Regions from separate parts of the Mus musculus genome. Here region 1 is linked to region 2. Evidence: chromatin contacts called from public promoter capture Hi-C data. All regions are on one chromosome and are shown on one strand. The core of a region is the stretch at or near the end of the contact, and the rest is flanking DNA. Distances in the headings are between cores, read along the strand shown.

What was found. Promoter capture Hi-C pulls out the DNA fragments that hold promoters and counts their contacts.
Region 1: a promoter capture Hi-C map of pre-B cells shows a contact between it and region 2, with 3 times the contacts expected there. The contact joins the promoter of H4c14 here to the promoter of Cdc42se1 in region 2. A contact is called at or near these places in 2 of 39 promoter capture datasets (cranial neural crest and pre-B cells), 2 of 484 Hi-C or Micro-C datasets (the G1E-ER4 cell line and uterus), 3 of 115 datasets of contacts at active chromatin or transcription factors (embryonic forebrain, microglia and regulatory T cell precursor) and 2 of 9 other capture datasets (adipose tissue and liver).

Annotation. Positions count from the first base shown.
Region 1 is chr3:96,262,013-96,264,712 of GRCm38.p6, reverse strand. It overlaps H4c14 (H4 clustered histone 14), which reads left to right and starts at 1,396. Exons shown (of 1, transcript NM_033596.3): 1 at 1,396-1,779. The coding sequence starts at 1,409. The coding sequence ends at 1,720.
Region 2 is chr3:95,226,957-95,229,706 of GRCm38.p6, reverse strand. Cdc42se1 (CDC42 small effector 1) reads right to left here and starts at 1,283. Exons shown (of 5, transcript NM_172395.3): 1 at 842-1,283. Mllt11 (myeloid/lymphoid or mixed-lineage leukemia; translocated to, 11) reads left to right here and starts at 1,030. Exons shown (of 2, transcript NM_019914.4): 1 at 1,030-1,623.

The DNA.
Region 1 (2,700 bases), core at 147-2,646, 1.0 Mb before region 2:
GCCTCTACTGCACTTCACCTTAAAAAGAAAGAAGACACAGAAATCACATCCCATTAGGGACATAGTCAAGGATGTGGAGAAGTCCGCACAATACAGAGATATGAAGCAACACAGCTTCCAGGGGTCGCCATGGGAATGAGAAAACAGCGGCTGCGGGATGGAGAGGCTCTGAATTCTAGGGTGCTAGTTTGGGCATGGAGGCATGTCTACAAACAGGATCTATCCATCAAGAGACGTGTATGACTGCCCAGGGTTACTGGGGTAGGAGGGAGCTCTCTTCCCTCTAAGATCTACAATTCACAGGTCTTAGGTTTAAAACATTTGAGTTGAGAGGGGAGTCTGAGCCCCCAGCCTAAGGTGACTCAAAACCTACATCTATCTACATGTCTGGAGCCAGAAAATCTGGATAGAAAAAAGGTGGTGGTGGTGGTGGTGGGGATTCATGAGCACATATAGATGTTAGAATAAAGGAACAGTCAGAACAAGGCCTATCAGATCACTTTAAAAACAAGTCCCAACCAACCCACTACCGTTCTTTCTGATGCAGAATGCTTTCTCAAGATTCTTCTATGGGTGGCCCTGGGAACGACGGACATACTAGAAGTACAGACTCCAGTTCATTTCCCAGGGCGTCACTGTATAAAGCAGACACACACTTGAAAAAGTGAATTTTAGTCTACTGCATAGTAGAGACAGTTTGGAATAACTGAAAACAAAGGGCGGGCCTCAAAGGACTTGTGGAAACGAGCGTAGCAGCATTCCCGGGCTGCTCGGCTAGTCAGCGGGCCTTTGGGTAGAAGAGCGTGGAAACCCACTGACCTCGGTGAAAAGGATCGGCGGCATCCTCAGTTTTCCTATGATCTAGTTTCTGCTTGATCTGAATAATGTGTCTCTATCAACGAAACAGGCGACTGTACGCAGAAACGCCCGCGACCTTTCCCTTCCACACACATTCCTGGGTCCTCTGCTTTCGATTGTCACGCTGGTTACTGGAACTTTTGCTGCGGTTTTTACCTAACAGGAGCTCCGGGCCCTTCAGTGCAGCGCACTCCCCCCTCATCTCTAACTTTCTCTTTCTCCGGTCTTTTGTCTTTTTAGCGTCAGTGCTTTCTAAAGTCTGTGTTATCTCTAAGTTTTATTTGGAGGAATCTGAATTCTCCGAGGGACTTCGGCACCATAATTAAGAAAATCGAAAATAAAAAAATAAAGGCTTGAGACTGTAAGGAACCGGTAGAGGGCAGAGAAGAGAAAAGAAAAACAGGAAGATGATGCAACATCCAGAGCCCGGATAATTTAGAAAGGTTCCCGCCCGCGCGCTTTCAGTTTTCAATCTGGTCCGATCCTCTCATATATTAGTGGCACTCCACCTCCAATGCCTCACCAGCTGGTGTTTCAGATTACATTAGCCATGTCTGGCAGAGGAAAGGGTGGAAAGGGTCTAGGCAAGGGTGGCGCCAAGCGCCATCGCAAAGTCTTGCGTGACAACATCCAGGGTATCACCAAGCCCGCCATCCGCCGCCTGGCTCGGCGCGGTGGGGTCAAGCGCATCTCCGGCCTCATCTACGAGGAGACCCGTGGTGTGCTGAAGGTGTTCCTGGAGAACGTCATCCGCGACGCAGTCACCTACACCGAGCACGCCAAGCGCAAGACCGTCACCGCTATGGATGTGGTGTACGCTCTCAAGCGCCAGGGCCGCACCCTCTACGGCTTCGGAGGCTAGACGCCGCCGCTTCAATTCCCCCCCCCCCCATCCCTAACGGCCCTTTTTAGGGCCAACCACAGTCTCTTCAGGAGAGCTGACACTGACTTGGGTTGTACAGGTAATAACCGTGGGTTTAGACTCGGTAAGGTAAAGACGCTAGTTTTCCTTGTGACTCAACGCTACTAGGTGTTCCGCTTTTAGAGCCATCCACTTAAGTTTCTATACCACGGCGGATAGATAGCATCCAGCAGGATAGCTCACACTGGGAATTTTAATTCCTACTTAGTGTGTGAGCTGGTTGTCAGGTCAAGAGACTGGCTAAGATTTTCTTTAGCTGTTTGGAGCAGAATTGCAATAAGGAGACCCTTTGGATGGGATGACCTATGTCCACACATCAAATGGCTATGTGGCTGTGTCCCTGTGTTTCCAATGAGTGGCTGTGCTTGACCGGATATTTGGTATTGTTTCTATGGCCCCACAACCCACCTTTTATCCTTCCTCATCTTCCCAAAAGATTTTCTTCAGGCCATGTTAGAAAGCTAGCTGCCTAGATGGAGGTCACGTAACCCTCTGCGCCAAAAGGCTACGTAAGAGAGACCGGGCGTTGTCCTGCTGCTGATTGGCTCAGTGGAAGAGTTAGGCGTATGGCCTCCTGCAGAATAAAGAGCTGGCAGCAGAAGCTTGGGCCGGACAGGCGGGAGACAAGCAGGGACAAGAACGGAACAGGGATTTAAAGAGACACGTGGTGGGACACAGTGGCAAGAAGTCGGTCGGGTTAGGTAGATGGGTTAGCTGAGGGACTGTCTCAGCAAACAGGCCAACAGCTTTATTGTATCCAGATGTCTCCGGTGTCTTTACAATTAAACACCAAGCAGGACCCCCAAAAGTCCTCGCAAAACTCCTCAGTTTAGGCATGGATCTAGGAAATAGTGGACTGGGATCGAAGCTCTGCTGGGATACAATTGCAACGACATTTTAATGTCCCATAACATAAGCAA
Region 2 (2,750 bases), core at 34-2,533:
CAGAAACCCAGAACTTGAAATGACAAACCCTAAACCACCGTCATCGTCCCGGTGGGCCTTACACACTTCAGAGCTGTAGAGGGGCGAGCAGGAGAGAGGTGGGGAGGAAGGATGTACACAGGTAGTTCCCCGAGCCTGTGGTAGCCCCAAACCGGTTCTCCCGGTCCCGCTGCCTCCGGCCCCAAGGCCTCCCTCTCCAACCCGCTGTCTGACAAGCCTTCACAAGAAGCAAGAAGCAGCTGGAGAGAAAGAGACTTGAGAATCGTGTGGGCAAATTCTGGCTATAAGCCCGGGGATGCAGCTGGTCCCTGTGTGGAGACCCTCCAAACATAGCGGGCTGCTGAGGGACTCCCAAGAGAGGAATGGGCCCCATTTTCAAACAAGTTACAGATATTTGTCCGAGCACCAACCCTGCCCTAACCCCAGGGAAGGGCTGGGGATACTTAAAAGTTAACAGAAGGAGATCCTAATTTCTTCCCCTCCCCCAATATTCTCCGTCAGACTCCAGCTCCGTCCCCCACCCACTGCGACCCAGGATGGGAACTTCGATGAATTGTACTGGCTCTGTCAATGTTCTCCGTGGCTGCTTCACTCTGGCTTAGACCTTCCGGGGCCCAGCACCACTTCGGATTCTCTAGCACAGCAGATCTCTCAGGTTAGAGGGCCGGCGAGGAGCCCCTGTCGCTTCGCACCTTCCACCCGGCCCCACGCTGCAGTCGCCGCTTCCCTGCCTCTCCGTGGCTTGCGCCGCCCGCGCGTGTACTGTGATCGCGACCTCCCCGCTGCCCTGCCCTCCCCTCCCCGCCGCCCGCGCGCAGCCCGGCTCGCCCGGCGCTCTTACCTGCGGCTCCCCGGCGTCCCCACTGCGGGCGGGGGCTCCGCCACTCCGGGTCCCCTGGCTGCTTCTCGGCACGGCGGGGAGTTGAGGGCGGGCCGGCAGAGGTGGGGCTGGCGGAGGGCGGAAACGCCGGCGACGCGATTACGAAACCCAGGGGCTGAGAGCGGAGCGCAGCGCTCCGCCCAGCTTCGGGGCGCACGGCGTGGCCCGCGGGGACAGCGGCAAGCACCGCGCTCGGGGACAACCGCGGCACCCCAACTGTCTGTGCTAGTCTGTCCACCTGCTGCAGGCGCTGAGAGGACGATGCGCTGGGGCCCTTTCTGAGTCTCCCAAAGTCCCCTTTAGTCCTTACAGTGGGAAAGGAGGGCCATTCTGTTGTTTAACCGGAAGACTTTTTAACCCATACATCTAAGTTAGAGGACAATTAACTGCTCAGCCATGCGCTCCAGTCAGCACGAGGGTACTTGGAGAGGTGGGGGTGCGGTGCGAGCCGACGGAGAGGCTCTACGGTGGATAGCGTGTTCCGGAACCTATCCCTCGAATTAGCCGAGTCAGGCAGAGAGGGGGCGGGGAGTGCTTCCGCCCTTGCTAGGAGGGGCTGCATTGCAGGGGAGACCCAGCGGCAGATTCTGTCACAGACGAGGGAGAAGGCGTGAGGAGACAAAGCCGTCACATCCGCGACAGCTTCCTTCAGCAGCCTCCTCCTCTCCAGTCCAGAGCCGACCCCCGAGCCCCTGAGGCATCCCTTCCGTCTTCGGAACACCCTAGTCATTCATTGCTAACAGGTAACCAAGACGAGGGACCGCTTCTTAAGCTTGAAAGACCCCGTGTGAGACCGAGGTGGGGGGCAGTTTAAGAGGAGAGAAGGGGGCGCTATGAACAATGGGTTACTATTCGTTACCAGATTTTTTATCTGTTAAGATCTCCATCCATGCCTTACCATGGACCTAGGCATTCATTTCTAGCACTTTACCTGTAATCATCTCTCGGCATTTAGCTCTTCATTTCATGTATTCATTTTCCTATAATTTTTGCCCTGTGCATCTAATGGCTTCTGTCTAGTGTCTAGTTATCTATATCTTCCTTTTCAAGCTATAATTTCTGCTACCAGTTATTTGGTGAATCTTTATTCCTACTGTAATTATTGTAGCCTCTACTCCCTTGTATTTCTATCCCCCTCGATTTTCTGTCTCTTGTAGGGAGGTTTGGGGAGTAGGGTACTTTTTTTTTTTTTTAAACATGAGATGCTATTGAGAGTGATTGGAACCTTTAACAATCTCCTCCCTATCTCAGATTTTTGCTCCAAAGAGGCTTTAGGTGGGACAGGTGGGAGCCATTGTGGGATTGCCCGATGGCATGCTGCAATCAGTGTAGCTCACAGGAACTACTTATGACAGCAGATTTGTCTTTGCAGCTCCTCCTAGAAAAAGGGGAGGATTGTGGCTAATAGGAAAATCCTAGAGCAACATGAGAAATACCAGGAAGCCTCCATTTTCATCCACCACCATCCCTCCTTAGACTGCATGGTGGCAGCATGACACAGCAAGGCCCTGTGGATTAGGCCTTGAATGCTCTTGGGGGGATCTGGACAAAGGGTATTTGGGTGTGTCCAGGTAGTTTAAAGAAAGTGTATCTTTTAAATGTGTGTATCTACTAATCATTTTATCTCTAAGAATAGACAATGAAAATTTAGAAGTTACTCTGCATAAAATAACTGGGTGGCATTTACTGAGCAAATATGTCAATTTTCACCATCCAGAGCCCTTAGGATAAGCAAAAATAGATAAAATGATGGGTGAAGAGCATTTAGGGAAAGAAAGGGGACGATAGCTGAAGAGCAGCCGGTCTTTTTTATTTTAATGCCACATATGCCTTTATGTCTGTTTTCTGGGACAAATTTGAGTCTCTCTGT